Linked DNA regions of Sus scrofa: regions 1 and 2 are each linked to region 3. A link is a contact called in public HiChIP or PLAC-seq data. All regions are on one chromosome and are shown on one strand. The core of a region is the stretch at or near the end of the contact, and the rest is flanking DNA. Distances in the headings are between cores, read along the strand shown.

Region 1 (4,482 bases), core at 1,465-3,964, 180 kb after region 3:
CATAGGTTCACCACAATATATAAGGCAACTGCTAACAACCTTAAAAGGACAAATCAACAATAAGACAGTAATAGGTGGGGGACTTTAACACCCACTTACAGCAATGGACAGATCATCCAGACAAAATCAATAAGGAAACACAGGCCCTGAATGAAGCATTAAACCAGATTGACTTAACGAATATTTATAGGACATTCCATCCAAAAGCAACAGAATACACATTCTTCTCAAGTGCACATGGAACATTCTCTAAGATGGATCAATCCTTGGGCTACAAATCCAACCTCGGTTACTTTAAGAAAATTGAAGTCACATCAAGCATCTTTTCTGACCACAACGCTATACAACTGGAAATCAACAACAAGAAAAAAACTGCAAAAAACACAAACACGTGGAGCCTCAACAACATGCTACTAAACAACCAATGGATCCCTGAAGAAATCAAAGAGGATATTAAAAAATACTTAGAAGCAAATAACAACAAAGATATGACACTCCAAAACCTATGGGATGCAGCAAAAGCCGTTCTAAGAGGACAGTTTATAGCAATACAAGCCCACCCCAGGAAACAAGAAAAAGCTCAAATAAACAAGCTAACTTTACATCTAAAGCAGCTAGAGAGAGAAGAACAGATAAGACCTAAAGTTAGTAGAAGGAAAGAAATCATAAAGATCAGAGCAGAAATCAATGAAATAGAAACAAAGAAAACCATAGAAAAGATCAAGGAAATAAAAAGCTGGTTCTTTGAAAAGATCAACAAAATGGATAAACCCTCAGCCAGACTTATCAAGAAAAAAAGAGAGAAGACTCAAATCAATAAAATTAGAAATAAAAAGAAGTAACAACAGACATCACAGAAATACAAAGGATCATAAGAGACTACTATATGCAACTATACACCAATAAAACAGAAAACCTAGAAGAAAGGACAAATTCTTAGAAAGGTACAATCTTCCAAGACTAAACCAAGATGAAATAGAAAAGATGGACAGACTAATCACAAGTACTGAAATTGAAACTGTGATAAAAAAACTTCCAACTAACTAATTGTTAATAATGCTCCATGGAGAGGAAAAAGAGGCAGAAATTAAATGAGGAATTATTTTTATTGTATTCTCCTTTAATTGTTAAATATTTTTCCTGTTTGTATACTTATTTTTTAAATTAAATTTTGGTTTCATTTTTGTTTAAAAAAAGACTCCATTTTTAAACTTTAATACCTGCTTTAGCTTCTTCCTAAGCAATGATGTCCATGAAGTTATATATATATCCTAATATTCACAGAAATATATACTCAACCATTAAAACACCTTTGGGAATTGATGGTCAACACGAAAGTGCTGGCATACAGTAGGCATGCAATAAATGCAGCTGTTGTGCTTCCTGTCCAAGTATGAGCTGTGTGCCAAGGCCCTTCTCCTCCAGGAAGCTCTCCTTGGTCATACCCCACCCCTAGCTGCCCTAGGGGGACCTTCTGCTCTCTTTCCTCCTGGGGGAGTCTTAGGTTGTCACTGAATTGGTGTGTGCCTCTCCTCTTCAGGCTGGGGGTCACATCAAGGCATGAACTGAGTTTTACCACCTCTGTGTCCCCAGGGCCCAGTCCAGGACAGGGCACCTGACAAGGATGGTGTATGTTTGTTTTTTAATTTTTTGGCCTTGCCTGTAGCAGGCATGTGGAAGTTCCCCGGCCAGGGATCGAAACTGTGCCACAGCAGAGACATCCATGGATGGTGTATGTTTAATGTGAGAACAAAGATGAAGCTGCCCAAGTTCTTGTCAAGGATCATGACCAAGCAGTTCTTCTTGACCCCCAGTTGACCTGGAGTTAATCATCAAACTCGGGGAGGTTACACATAGGCTAATAAGGGAACAGACCATTTGGGCTGCCAGGCGCTTCCTGGACCCCACTTCCCCTTTCACATAAGGGAAACTGAAGGCCCTCAAATAGACGTGACCAGCTCAGATTCACCCAGTGAGATGCTAAGAGACAAGATGTGACTGTAGTCACGTCATACCCCTGCCTAAAGCTGTCCATGGCTCCCTAGTGCCCCTGGGGGAGGCCCAGACTCTGGATTGGCACAGGCATTCTGCTGTCCCACCCTTGCCTTCTCTGTTCCAGTCCCGCTGCACACGGCTCCATTCCCGAAACCCCCACATTCCTCAGTTTCAGACCTTTGCTCTCTGTGCTCCTGATTCCTGGCTCCGCGCAGTCTCCTCCCCCAGGAAGCCTTCCCAGCCCCCAGGGGCCAGTGAGGGGCCTGCTCTTGGTGTCCAGAGCCCTCCCACACCTCTCCCTGCCAATATCGACTGCAATGATCATGCCTGCTCTTCAAAGTCCCTTGGGGCTTCTTGAGGGCAGGGGACATGCTGTCTTGTTTGAGGCTAAAGGTCCCTGGGCTTGATGCTTTGTAGGTGTCCAGTAAATATTCCTGAAGGAATGAATCAATTGTCAGAATGATTCATTTGAATAATAAACAATTTATGACTTCCAATGTTGGGTGCAAACTAATCAGAGATAAAGGAGGTGTTTTGGAAAAAAACATGCCTTTCTCATGTGACAGAAAATAATTGTTTGTTTGTTTCCTTCTTTTGGCTGCCCCTATATTGTGAGGAAGTTCCTGGGCCACAGATTGAACCTACACCACATTAGTAACCAGAACCACAACACTGACATTGCCTGATCCTTAACCCACTGAGCCACCAGGGTATTCCAATGATAGTTTCTTTGTCCTTGTTTTCTCCTCCCAGACCTTAGCTGAACTTGACAGTGGTCCAGGGGAACCAGCTTGGCATTCGGGACAAGCACTGGACTTGGAGGAGTCTGTGTCACGACAGAGGTGGTGCAGTGTGGGGGGTAAAGGGTGCCTCTCCCTGGCTGCTGGCCTTGGGCAAGTGAGTCCCCCTCTCTGGGTCTCAGTTTCTTCATTTGTCAAATGGGAACAGGTAATCACGTATCCTGGAAGCACACAGGGAGGCAGTGAAGCTTGTGTTCCCTTTCTCCTCCCGCAGGGAGCTGTCCCTTTAACCTGGGAGGAGGGACCAGGGCCACGGGAGGCTGGCAGAGCGGTGCTAAGGCAAGCTTGTGGGCAGTGGGCTGGGGCTGAGCTGCTCTGGGGACCTCTGGAAAAGAAGGTAAGGGGGCCAGAGATCCAAATAGGGCCCTGGGGCTCCTTGCGCATGTGAATGTGTGTAGAGGCTAGTCTGGAAGTTTCTGGGGCCTAGTCCCAGATGAGTAGACAGGAAGTGAGAGGGTGAGAATATCCTGGTCCTCCCAGGAATCTGGGTTCAGCTCCAGGGCCTGTCTGCCACAGGCGAGAAGGCTGGGTGCCCGGGACCCTGAGGATCGGGGAGCCCATCCTGCCCCGAGGGGGCGGGGCCAAGCATTCTGGGCAGCCTGAGGCTGCCCAACTCTGGCACCGGGGATTTGGCTGTGGCGTGTCATCCAGGAGGCCTCTGGGGAACAGCCTGAGGGACAAGGGAGGTGGAAAAGGTAGTTGGTCTTTACCTTAAATCATAGATGCAGCAGGTGAGGCCCAGGGAGGAAAGGCGTCTTGGCCAAGGTCGCCCCCACTGGGACCTGAGCACCAGCCCCATGCCTCTCACAGCAGACAGGGCCCTGGGCTCCTCAGGCCCAGCGGCAGCCACACATGGTGAGAGCCTCCAGTTGTCCCCAGATCTCCCTCTAGGAGGCCTGGCCCTGATGGGCGTTGGTAAGGCTGCTGGCAACCTGGGATTCATTCATTTAACTGACGCCTGCTGTTCTTGTCTGGGCAGTTGGTATAACCAAGGGGGCTGGGGGAGCCTGGAATGGAGCCCGGAGCAGTTGGCTTCTAAGGTCAACCTGCAGTTAAATACTACATGCTCACACATTTAATAATAATGCTAATGTAAGAGAGAGAGAGAATGCATGGTGGGTAAGAGCCCAGATGCCAAAGTGCACTGCCTGAGTTTGAACCTGGCCGTACCATTTATAGCTGTGTGACTTTGAACAATTTACTTAATCCCTTTGGACTTCAGTTTCATTATCTAATAAGTGAAGTTAATAAATGAACCTATCTCAAAAAAAAAAAAAATGAGTTCCTGTCATGGCTCAGTGGAAACGAATCTGAGTAGTATCCCTGACCTTATTCAGTGGGTTATGGATCTGGCAATGCTGTGAGCTGTGGTGTAGGTCGCAGATGTGGCTCGGATCTGATGTTGCTGTGGCTGTGGTTTAGGCCAGCGGCTGAAGCTCCAGTATGACCCCTAGCCTGGGAACTTCCATATGCCATGGCTACGGCCCTGAAAAGCAAAAAAAAAAAAAAAAAAAAAAAAGAAAGAAAAGGCCTATCTCAAGGTTGTTGTAACGATTACATGAGATAAAATATAAGGTGCTTGGCATGATGCCTGGCTCACTGTAATCCCACATAACTACTTGCTATTATGATGTGTCAGGCAGTGTATGCCTTTACACTATGGCCTTGCTTAATCCTCACAATGACC
Region 2 (4,413 bases), core at 685-3,184, 180 kb before region 3:
CGTTTACAACCCCTTCAGCAATAAATGGGGTTTTAGTTTCTCCACATCTTTGCTAAGACGTTTTGTTTGTCATTTGGATTATAGTCATCCTGGCTGGTGTAAAAGTTATAGACTCAAAATAATCAGGTCTGCTACACAAGGTCAGGACCCTACTTGGGAAAGAACGGGATCCTGACACATAGACTAGGGGAGTAAGGGTCAGAGTCCCTGAAAATCTTGAATCTCTAGATTCCTCTGAACCTGGGGCTCGTAATAATCCCAACCACCCCTCTTGTTAAAAGTTGACAGACAGGAGTTCCCTTAGTGGCTCATGGTTAACGAACTCGACTAGGATCCATGAGGATTCAGGTTCGATCCCTGGCCTCACTCAGTGGGGTTAAGGATCTGGTGTTGCCGTGAGCTGTGGTGTAGGCCGGCACCTGCAGCTCCAATTCATGGGTGCAGAGCTAAAATGCAGGAAAAAAGAAGTTGACATATGAAATTCATCATCACAGCAGAGAAGGGGTCTGTGTGTGCTTTCTGGGAGCTGCCTGGGAGGTTCATTTTCATGGGTCTGGACACAAGAGTTGCATGTCTGTCTCCCCTCTAGCCTGTGCACTCCTGGGCTTGTTTTTCATCCATGCTGGGTGGGGTAAGTGCCCAGGGAAATCCAATAGGTATCCATGTGTGTGCTGAGGAACGAGGCACACAGAAGCGGACCTTTTTTGTTGTTGTTGTTGTTGTTGTTGTTGTTGTTGTTGCTATTTCTTGGGCCGCTCCCGAGGCATATGGAGGTTCCCAGGCTAGGGGTCGAATCAGAGCTGTAGCCACCAGCCTACGCCAGAGCCACAGCAACGCGGGATCCGAGCCACGTCTGCAACCTACACCACAGCTCACGGCAACGCCAGATCCTTAACCCACTGAGCAAGGGCAGGGACCGAACCCGCAACCTCATGGTTCCTAGTCGGATTCGTTAACCACTGCGCCACGACGGGAACTCCAGAGGCAGACCTTTTGAGACCTGTGTTTGCTCAGTGGCAGAACTGAAACCTGAGTGACTGAAGCTTTGCCTTGCTGTGTGTCCCTGAACAACAGACCCGCTTCAGGGTCTCTTTTGTCTCGCTGTGCTCATTGATTCTGAGTTCCAAGGCCACTGGGAATGGGGAGAAGGGAAAGAGCCTCAAAAGATGACCTCTGGGAAAATAATCTTTTTAAAATTATAAATAGAGATATAACTGCCTCATTTTGCTATACACCTGAAACCTAACACAATATTGTAAATTTATAAGTTATAGTTCGATGGAGAAAAAAAAAAAAGATGTCCTCTGGCCCCCTACGAAATATTGTTAAAAAGTATTTGCTTAACAAATACTTTATAGCCATCGTGTGCCCGGTTCTGTTCCAAGCAATATGCAAGTATTTAATCCTTACATTAAAGCTATGAGGAGTTCCCATCATGGCGCAGTGGTTAACGAATCCGACTAGGAACCATGAGGTTGCGGGTTCAGTCCCTGCCCTTGCTCAGTGGGTTAACGATCCGGCGTTGCCGTGAACTGTGGTGTAGGTCGCAGACGCGGCTCGGATCCCGAGTTGCTGTGGCTCTGGCGTAGGCCGGCGGCTACAGCTCCGATTGGACCCCTAGCCTGGGAACCTCCATATGCCACGGGAGCGGCCCAAGAAATAGCAAAAAGACAAAAAAAAAAAAAAAAAAAAAAAAGCTATGAGAAAGGTACTGTTGTTACCCCCATTTTACAGATAGGGAAATCAAAGCACAAAAAGGACCAACAATGTGCTCAAGGACACAGATCTAGTGTGTATCAAGCCCTCATGAGCCAGCGCCGGTGACTCCCCTTTTCACTACAGCAGCTGAGAGGCTGGCCGATAGTCATAGGGGCGGGGAAAATCCTGAGGCAGTCAGCTGGAAAGGCCCTGTGAGTTTCCTTTTCCCCTGTGATGAGTTTCGGTTTTCTGGCTCTGGGCATAAAAGTTCTCTTTCTCTTCTGCCTCCAGCTCAGCCATTAGCTGTCTTCTCAGCAGCCAGCCAGAGCAATGGGAAACTGGGGGTCCCATCTCTATGACCGGCCTCCTCAGAAACTGGGAGAGTTTGTCCAGAACAACCTGAGACCCTCTGAAGACTGTCAGAAACAGATCGACCAGACCGTGGACACCATCTGCAAAGTCCTGCAGGATGCTGAGCAGTTGCCCCTGGTGATAAGCGTGGCCAGAGTGAGTAGAGGGCTGGGGTCAGGCCTTCAGGGAGCCAGAGGGAAGAAAGACTTGGTGCTGAGCACCTACTGTGTGCCAGGCCCTGGGCACACAGACATCATCATATTCCCCATGCTGCTCAACTGAGATGGTGGGATACAGTACAGAGTTTAGGAGTACAGGTTGGGAGCTGGTTCTGCCTCTTACTACTGTGTGACCCAGAGCAGTTTGCTTAACCTCTCTGTGCCTTAGTGTCTGAGTCTATAAAATGGGAGAGCAATAATACTCATCACAAAATGTTAAGAGGCTTGAGCATATAATGTTCTTGCACAGGGCTTGGTACAAAGTTAGCACAAAAGAAGTTCCCATTTGGGGCAGCGGGTTAGGGATCCAGCATTGCCGCAGGTTGCAACTGTGGCATGGGTTCGATCTTTGGGCCGTAAACTTCCACATGCTTTGGCACAGCCAAAGAAAAAAAAAGTGAAATAAATTAGCTGTGATTACTGTTATTGCTTCTAATCTCCTTATTTTCCAGAGGGGTAAACTGAGGCTAGAAGACTTCAGTAAAGCTTCCTACCGATGCTCTGTGGTTTCAACAGCCAGGGGTGGGGCGCTCTCATCAGTTAGAAATGTTTGGTGCTACAGACACAAATCCTGGGGCTGAGACGGAAGATTCTGGACCTTTGGAGAAGAAAGGATGCTGAGAAGGTGCTAAGACCCTAGGGTAGGGAGAGGGCATTGTAGATGCCCAATCCCAGGCTCTCCAGCACTGGAATCCCGCTTCTCTGCAGTCACAGCGCTTTCTGGCTTCTGCCCTTACATGCATCCACTAGCCCCAGCAGTAAAGACATCCGAGCCTTTGGCGTCTTCTGCCTGGGCCCAGATGAGGAAACTGAGGCACGGGGAAGTTATTTAATAGTTGATATCCAATTTGGGATTGTAAGCGCTAGTGATCCGTTTGGGAGCTTGCACCCTTAACCCGAAGCCATCCTACCTCTCAACATTGTTAACTTTTTTCTAACACACGCAGCGCCGGGCGGCAGGGGAGTGGGGGCGGGGGCGGGTCGCCAAGCCGCGCGCGTGCGCGTGTGAGGCAGGGCGCTCCGCGGCCACCCCAGCGGAAGCGGAAGCGGAAGCAGGTGGAGCGCTAAGACCGCGCGGCCCCCGCTGCAGAGGCTTGAAAAATGCTCTCCTGCAGCTACCTGCTGTGTGCACAGATTTTGTCGGAGACTTGAAGGGGACGGAGCTTGACGCAGCTCTCTCCAACAAAGACCGAAATCTCCTCTCCGAGGCCTAAAAGAACGTGGTCGGTGCCCGGCGGTCTTCCTGGAGGGTCCGCAGCAGCCTTGAGCTTTAGAAAAGCAAGGCCGATGAGAACGGCGAAGGTGCAGGCTTATCGGGAGAAGATGGAGAAGGAGGGCTGGAGACGGGGTGCAAGGACGCACTGGCTCAGCTGGACGACCTCCTCATCGACAACTACACAACGGTTTCCTGTGCAAGGAAAGGTCTTCTACCTGAAGTTGAAGAGCGACTACTCTCGCTGCCTGGCCCAGGCGGCTCCCGGCGAGAAGGAAAACAGCGTGACCTAAGCCTTGGAAATCGGCAAAGAACATGTGCACCTGACGCACCCAGGCGGCTGGGCCTGGCCCTCAGCTTCTCCGGGTTCTATTACGAGATCCAGGAGGCGCGCAAGCAGCCCTGCCTCTTAGCCAAACAGGCCATCGAGGATACCAGAGCCGAGCTGGAGTCCTGCAAGGACTCCACGCTCATCATGCAGCTGCTGCGAGACAACCTCACCCTCTGGGCCAGCGACCCGTAGGACTGGGAAGCCAGAGAAGGCAACCAGGCGCCTTGCTGGGCTGACGGTTGCCCCGAGCCCAGGGGAGCTCCCTTTTCGAATCGTGCAGACAGGTGCGTCCAGCTGGTTTTACCACAACTGTCGGTCTAGGTAAAAGGCAGGAGATAGCAGTGGGGAAGTTAGGAAGGAGAGTTAGCCAGACAGGCTGCAGTAAGTATTCAAGGAATTCAGTGGGTAAAATAAATACTACTTTGGGGATATGATTTCCAAAACAAGCTGATAGCATTTCCTTAAGCAGTACTGCTGTGCATGCAAAAATGAATTCACCCCTCTCACCTCTTTCTTCAGCTAATGGAGAACAGGGGAAGCTGAGACCCTTGATTCTGTCAGTCAGCTTAATAACCATTTAATGTGCGGTTTCAGTAGTGCCT
Region 3 (4,084 bases), core at 1,468-3,967:
CTACTTGTCAGCATCCTACAGCCTTGCTGTAGGTGTCAGTGCTATTAATGTCAATCTGACCCTGCCTTGTGGTCCATGAGACTTGTCAGGTTGACGTAATAAGGGGGTCTTGCTTTTATCTCTGTTGAATTTTATCTCCTTAAATAGGCATTATTCTCATTCTTAACTAATCTTTGTGTCTACTGGCTCAGAAGGGATCCTAAATATGATCGCTAGTTATTTGGACTGAATTGAGTCCTCCCAAAATTCATGTGAATTTTAAATAAGTAATTAGAGGTTAAATGAGGCCATAAAGGCGAGGTCCTAAACCAATACGATTTGTGTTCTTATAAGAAGAGGAAGAGACACCAGGAGTATACACCTCACAAAGAAAAGTCTCTTTGAGGACCCAGTGAAGAGGTGGCCATCTGCAACCCAAGGAGAGGCTTCAGGAGAAACCAACCTTCCTGGCCTCTTGACCTTGGACTTCAAGCCTCTAAAACTGTGAAAAAATAAATTTCTGTTGTTTAAGCCCCCAGTCTACAATATTTTGTTATGATAGCCTGACTGACTAAATTACTAGTCTTCCATGTGTTTGATCAAATCACTGATGACAATAAATAAGTTAGAGTCTTGTGGCTTACCATGAGACACCTTCCTCCAGATCAATATCTATATACTTTTATTATTTTTTTTGCCTTTTAGGACCGCACCTGCGGCATATGGAAGTTCCCAGGCTAGGGGTCGAATCGGAGCTACAGCCGCTGGCCTACGCCACAGCCATAGCAACGTGGGATCCAAGCTGTGTCTGTGACCTACACAACAGCCAACAGCAATGCCAGATCCTTAACCCACTGAGTGAGGCCAGGGATAGAACGTCGTTCTCATGGATCCTACAAAAGAGAACTCCCAGGCCAATATTAATCAAAATAATCCAAATAATCTAGTTCTAATTTACAACAATAACCATTAGCATTAGACCCTGTTTTCCTAACTTGTTCATGAAAATGCAGCAGGAGCCATTTTATGAATAACTTGATGAAATGTGGAATCACATCTGTGTTATTTTATCAATCAACCACACTAATAATCTTATGCAAACTGCTGTGTGATCTTGGGCAAATCACCTGACCCCTCTGGGCCTCAGAAGACCAGCCTAAGACATCTGGGGATGGTTATTGCACCATCACAACCATCATCACCACCATTTATTGAGAGCTTTTTAATTGTCAGGTTATTGTGCCAAGCACTGTAAAGTCTCATCTCGTTTAATCCTCTCAATAATCCCACTAGGTACCACCTTCCACTGTGAGGAAATCGCAGCTCAGAGAATTCAAAGTGCTTGCCCAAGGCCACACAGCATGTGAACAGCAGGGCATCTCCCTGGCCTGTTACCTGTACTTGTTCTTCTTCCTTGGTGTGGGGGTTGGGATGCTACCCCTGGAAGAGCTGGTCTCACAGCTCCTGTTGGCTCCTGAGGCCTGTGATGCCCCTGTACCCACTCCTCTGGTTCTGTTGGCTTTCTTCATCCAGGGTGGGTCAAAATCTGGTGGTGTGGGCCGGGTGCCTGCAGGACTGCCAAACAAAGTCTCATCCACGTATGACGGCCTAACATTGACCCGGTGGTTGCCCCGGCAGCGTTGCTGAACATGGAGGGTCTGCATCCCACTGATGGCCAGCTCAACTGGGGTCTTCATGCTGCCCATGGTCTCTGGTGACAGCAGTTGTGCTCTGCCTTCCAGGCCCTGCCTCCAGGGCTCCCTGTGAAAAACGGTCATGGTGGCAACCATCTGTCATCAGCAAAGACTGGCAGTCACATAAATTCCCATCCCCAGGGCAAAAAGGTCACATTCTCCCTTAACCAGACCTCCTCAAAGGGGAGCTGCCAATCCCAGGGCACATTTTGGAAATCTGACCCTTTTTTAGTTGTCAGGATGACAGGGACGGGGGTCCTACTGGCCAAAATTTCATGAATAAACATGTACTTCCGGCATACACTGTGTGCTCAACAAATATTTACAGAATGCTAGGGGATTGGAGAAGAGATTGGGCTTGTGCCCATTTTGGCACCAACCAGAAAACAAAGGAAGGGGAGACAAGGGAAGTCCCTATATGCTGTACATGTTTACGGGGCAGGTATAATAACCAGCATAATCCCAAGCCTACCTCTTGCAAAGTGCTTCATAAGCATTGTCTCATTTAATCTTCTCAACGGTCCTGTGACATAGCTTCCATTACGTCCATTCTACAGATGACAAAACTGGGGCTTCAAAAGCTGAAGTCACAAATGTCAGTCACACCTATAAGCTAAAACAGTGGGAGTTGAATCTGAACCTGATAGAATTCTAGAGCTTGTGCACTCAACTATTGTACTACTGAAGGATCACGCCCAGTCTGTTATTCGCCGATCCCCAAATCAAAATCCCGGCTGACGTCTGAGGTGCCGGCAACCTGGAGTTACTTTCCTACCTGAGCATTTTGTATTGCTGATGTCGGCCGCAATTCTATGGCCCCTCCCCCCAAGTCTGGACTCCTTTGCGGGGGCGTTCTGGCACCTGCAGCGCGCGGTACACCCGAGATCTGCAGCTCCGACTCTCAGGAGCCCGCGACCCTCGGCTGCTCAGGCCACCCCCAGCCCCCGACCCGGGCACCGCGCGGACAGCCCGGGCAAAGCGCCGACGGACTGGACCAGGGAAGTCAAGCCCTAGCGACGTCAGGTCCGCACGCGCATCAAACAGCAACCAACCACCAGCCCTCCAACCGCAGGCCCCGGCGAGCCGGCCGGAACCATTCGCTCCCGAGGTGGTCAGGGCTCCCCGTTCCGGACGCCACCTGGAGTTCCCCAAAGCCTTGGGGAGGGGTATCTCACGCCGGTGAGACGACACTGTGGGCGCGCGCATTGTGTGTCAAGCATCCGGAGGCTGCGAGAGGGGAGGGAACGCAGCAGCGGCCGCGTAGAGGCCCACCCCCGCCCCAAACGCGCCGTTGGTACATTCCGGCAGACTCCGCTCCCTCCTGTTTCTCGGCGCCGGGGCCCGCATGGCTGCCGGCAGGCGCCCGGCGGCCGCACAGCGGTCCGGAGCTGCCATGGCCCAATGGAGGAAAAAGAAGGGGCTCCGGAAGCGCCGGGGAGCGGCCTCCCAGTCCCGCAGCAGCGACTCGGAGGACGGCGAGTTTGAGATCCAGGCGCAAGATGACGCCCGGGCCCAGAAGGTAGGAACGCATATATGTCGGAGCCCAAGCGCTGGCTCCGTGCAGCGCCTCGCAGCTTGAGTTTCCCCAGCTGAGGAGTGGGCACGGCTGAAGGTGGGGAGAGGTCGTCTGGCCTGGGGTTGGGTCAGGACCTCCGGCCTGAGGCTCATGTGCTCCAGGGGCTGGGGCCTGCGGGCCTTCCGGGCCGGCTCTCAGTTTCTTGCTTCTCATTGGCTACTTCCTAGCCGGGGAACGGGTCCTGATTCCCACTCATCCAATGGAAAGTGCGGATGCTGAAGATCGGACTTGGAGAGTTTGGGGGATTCTTGGGAGGATGAATTAGGAGAAGGCTTCACCGCTTGGCTTGAGACCGTGGCTCCCCCAAACTTTTGGAAACTAATAATAAGTTAGACTTGCTTTTGTTGATCGCTTATTATGTGCCAGGCTCCGGCGCTAAGAGCTTTACAAACCTTATCATTTAATCCTTACACCCACCCGGTGAGCTAAGTAGCCATCCTGATTTTCCAGAGGAGGAAACCTAGGCCTAGAGGGGTTAAAGGAACGTGACCAAGATCTCAGGGCTTGTGAGTGGGAGAGCAAGGATTCAAATCTCGGACTGTATGGTTCCAGTCCCCGTGCTGTTTCCTCTACTGAATGTTAACTGTATGCAAGGGGCGGCAGGGGGGCGGCGGTAGGTGTGAACACCAACGTGGAAAAGCGCTGTAGCCCAGTATTTCTCACAGCCTTGTGCGTAGCGGCTGCCAGGCACAGAGAAGCGTTTATATGTAGAGAGGGTTCTACCCTCGGAGGCAGGGACCAGATGGGAACCTTATTCCACCTGAGCCTCATATAGTAGATCCTCTGTAAATATGGACCAAGGCACAGCCCTATTTTCAAATTTGACCCAATCTTG

What was found. HiChIP or PLAC-seq counts read pairs in DNA pulled down with a chosen protein or histone mark.
Region 1: an H3K27ac HiChIP or PLAC-seq map of alveolar macrophages shows a contact between it and region 3, with 3 times the contacts expected there. The contact joins the promoter of SDSL here to the promoter of RITA1 in region 3. A contact is called at or near these places in 2 of 47 Hi-C or Micro-C datasets (blood and liver) and 1 of 2 datasets of contacts at active chromatin or transcription factors (alveolar macrophages).
Region 2: a contact with region 3 is called in an H3K27ac HiChIP or PLAC-seq map of skeletal muscle. The contact joins the promoter of OAS2 here to the promoter of RITA1 in region 3. A contact is called at or near these places in 1 of 5 promoter capture datasets (fetal liver), 1 of 47 Hi-C or Micro-C datasets (embryonic fibroblasts) and 2 of 2 datasets of contacts at active chromatin or transcription factors (alveolar macrophages and skeletal muscle).

What each region holds. Positions count from the first base shown.
Region 1 is chr14:38,482,691-38,487,172 of Sscrofa11.1, reverse strand. It overlaps SDSL (serine dehydratase-like), which reads left to right and starts at 2,714. Exons shown (of 9, transcript XM_005670678.3): 1 at 2,714-3,132.
Region 2 is chr14:38,845,218-38,849,630 of Sscrofa11.1, reverse strand. OAS2 (2'-5'-oligoadenylate synthetase 2, 69/71kDa) reads left to right here and starts at 1,934. Exons shown (of 11, transcript NM_001031796.1): 1 at 1,934-2,205. The coding sequence starts at 2,029.
Region 3 is chr14:38,666,719-38,670,802 of Sscrofa11.1, reverse strand. RITA1 (RBPJ-interacting and tubulin-associated protein 1) reads right to left here and starts at 2,717. Exons shown (of 4, transcript XM_005670684.3): 1 at 2,449-2,717; 2 at 2,146-2,286; 3 at 1,375-1,740. The coding sequence starts at 1,685. DDX54 (ATP-dependent RNA helicase DDX54) reads left to right here and starts at 2,537. Exons shown (of 20, transcript XM_021073260.1): 1 at 2,537-3,192. The coding sequence starts at 3,019.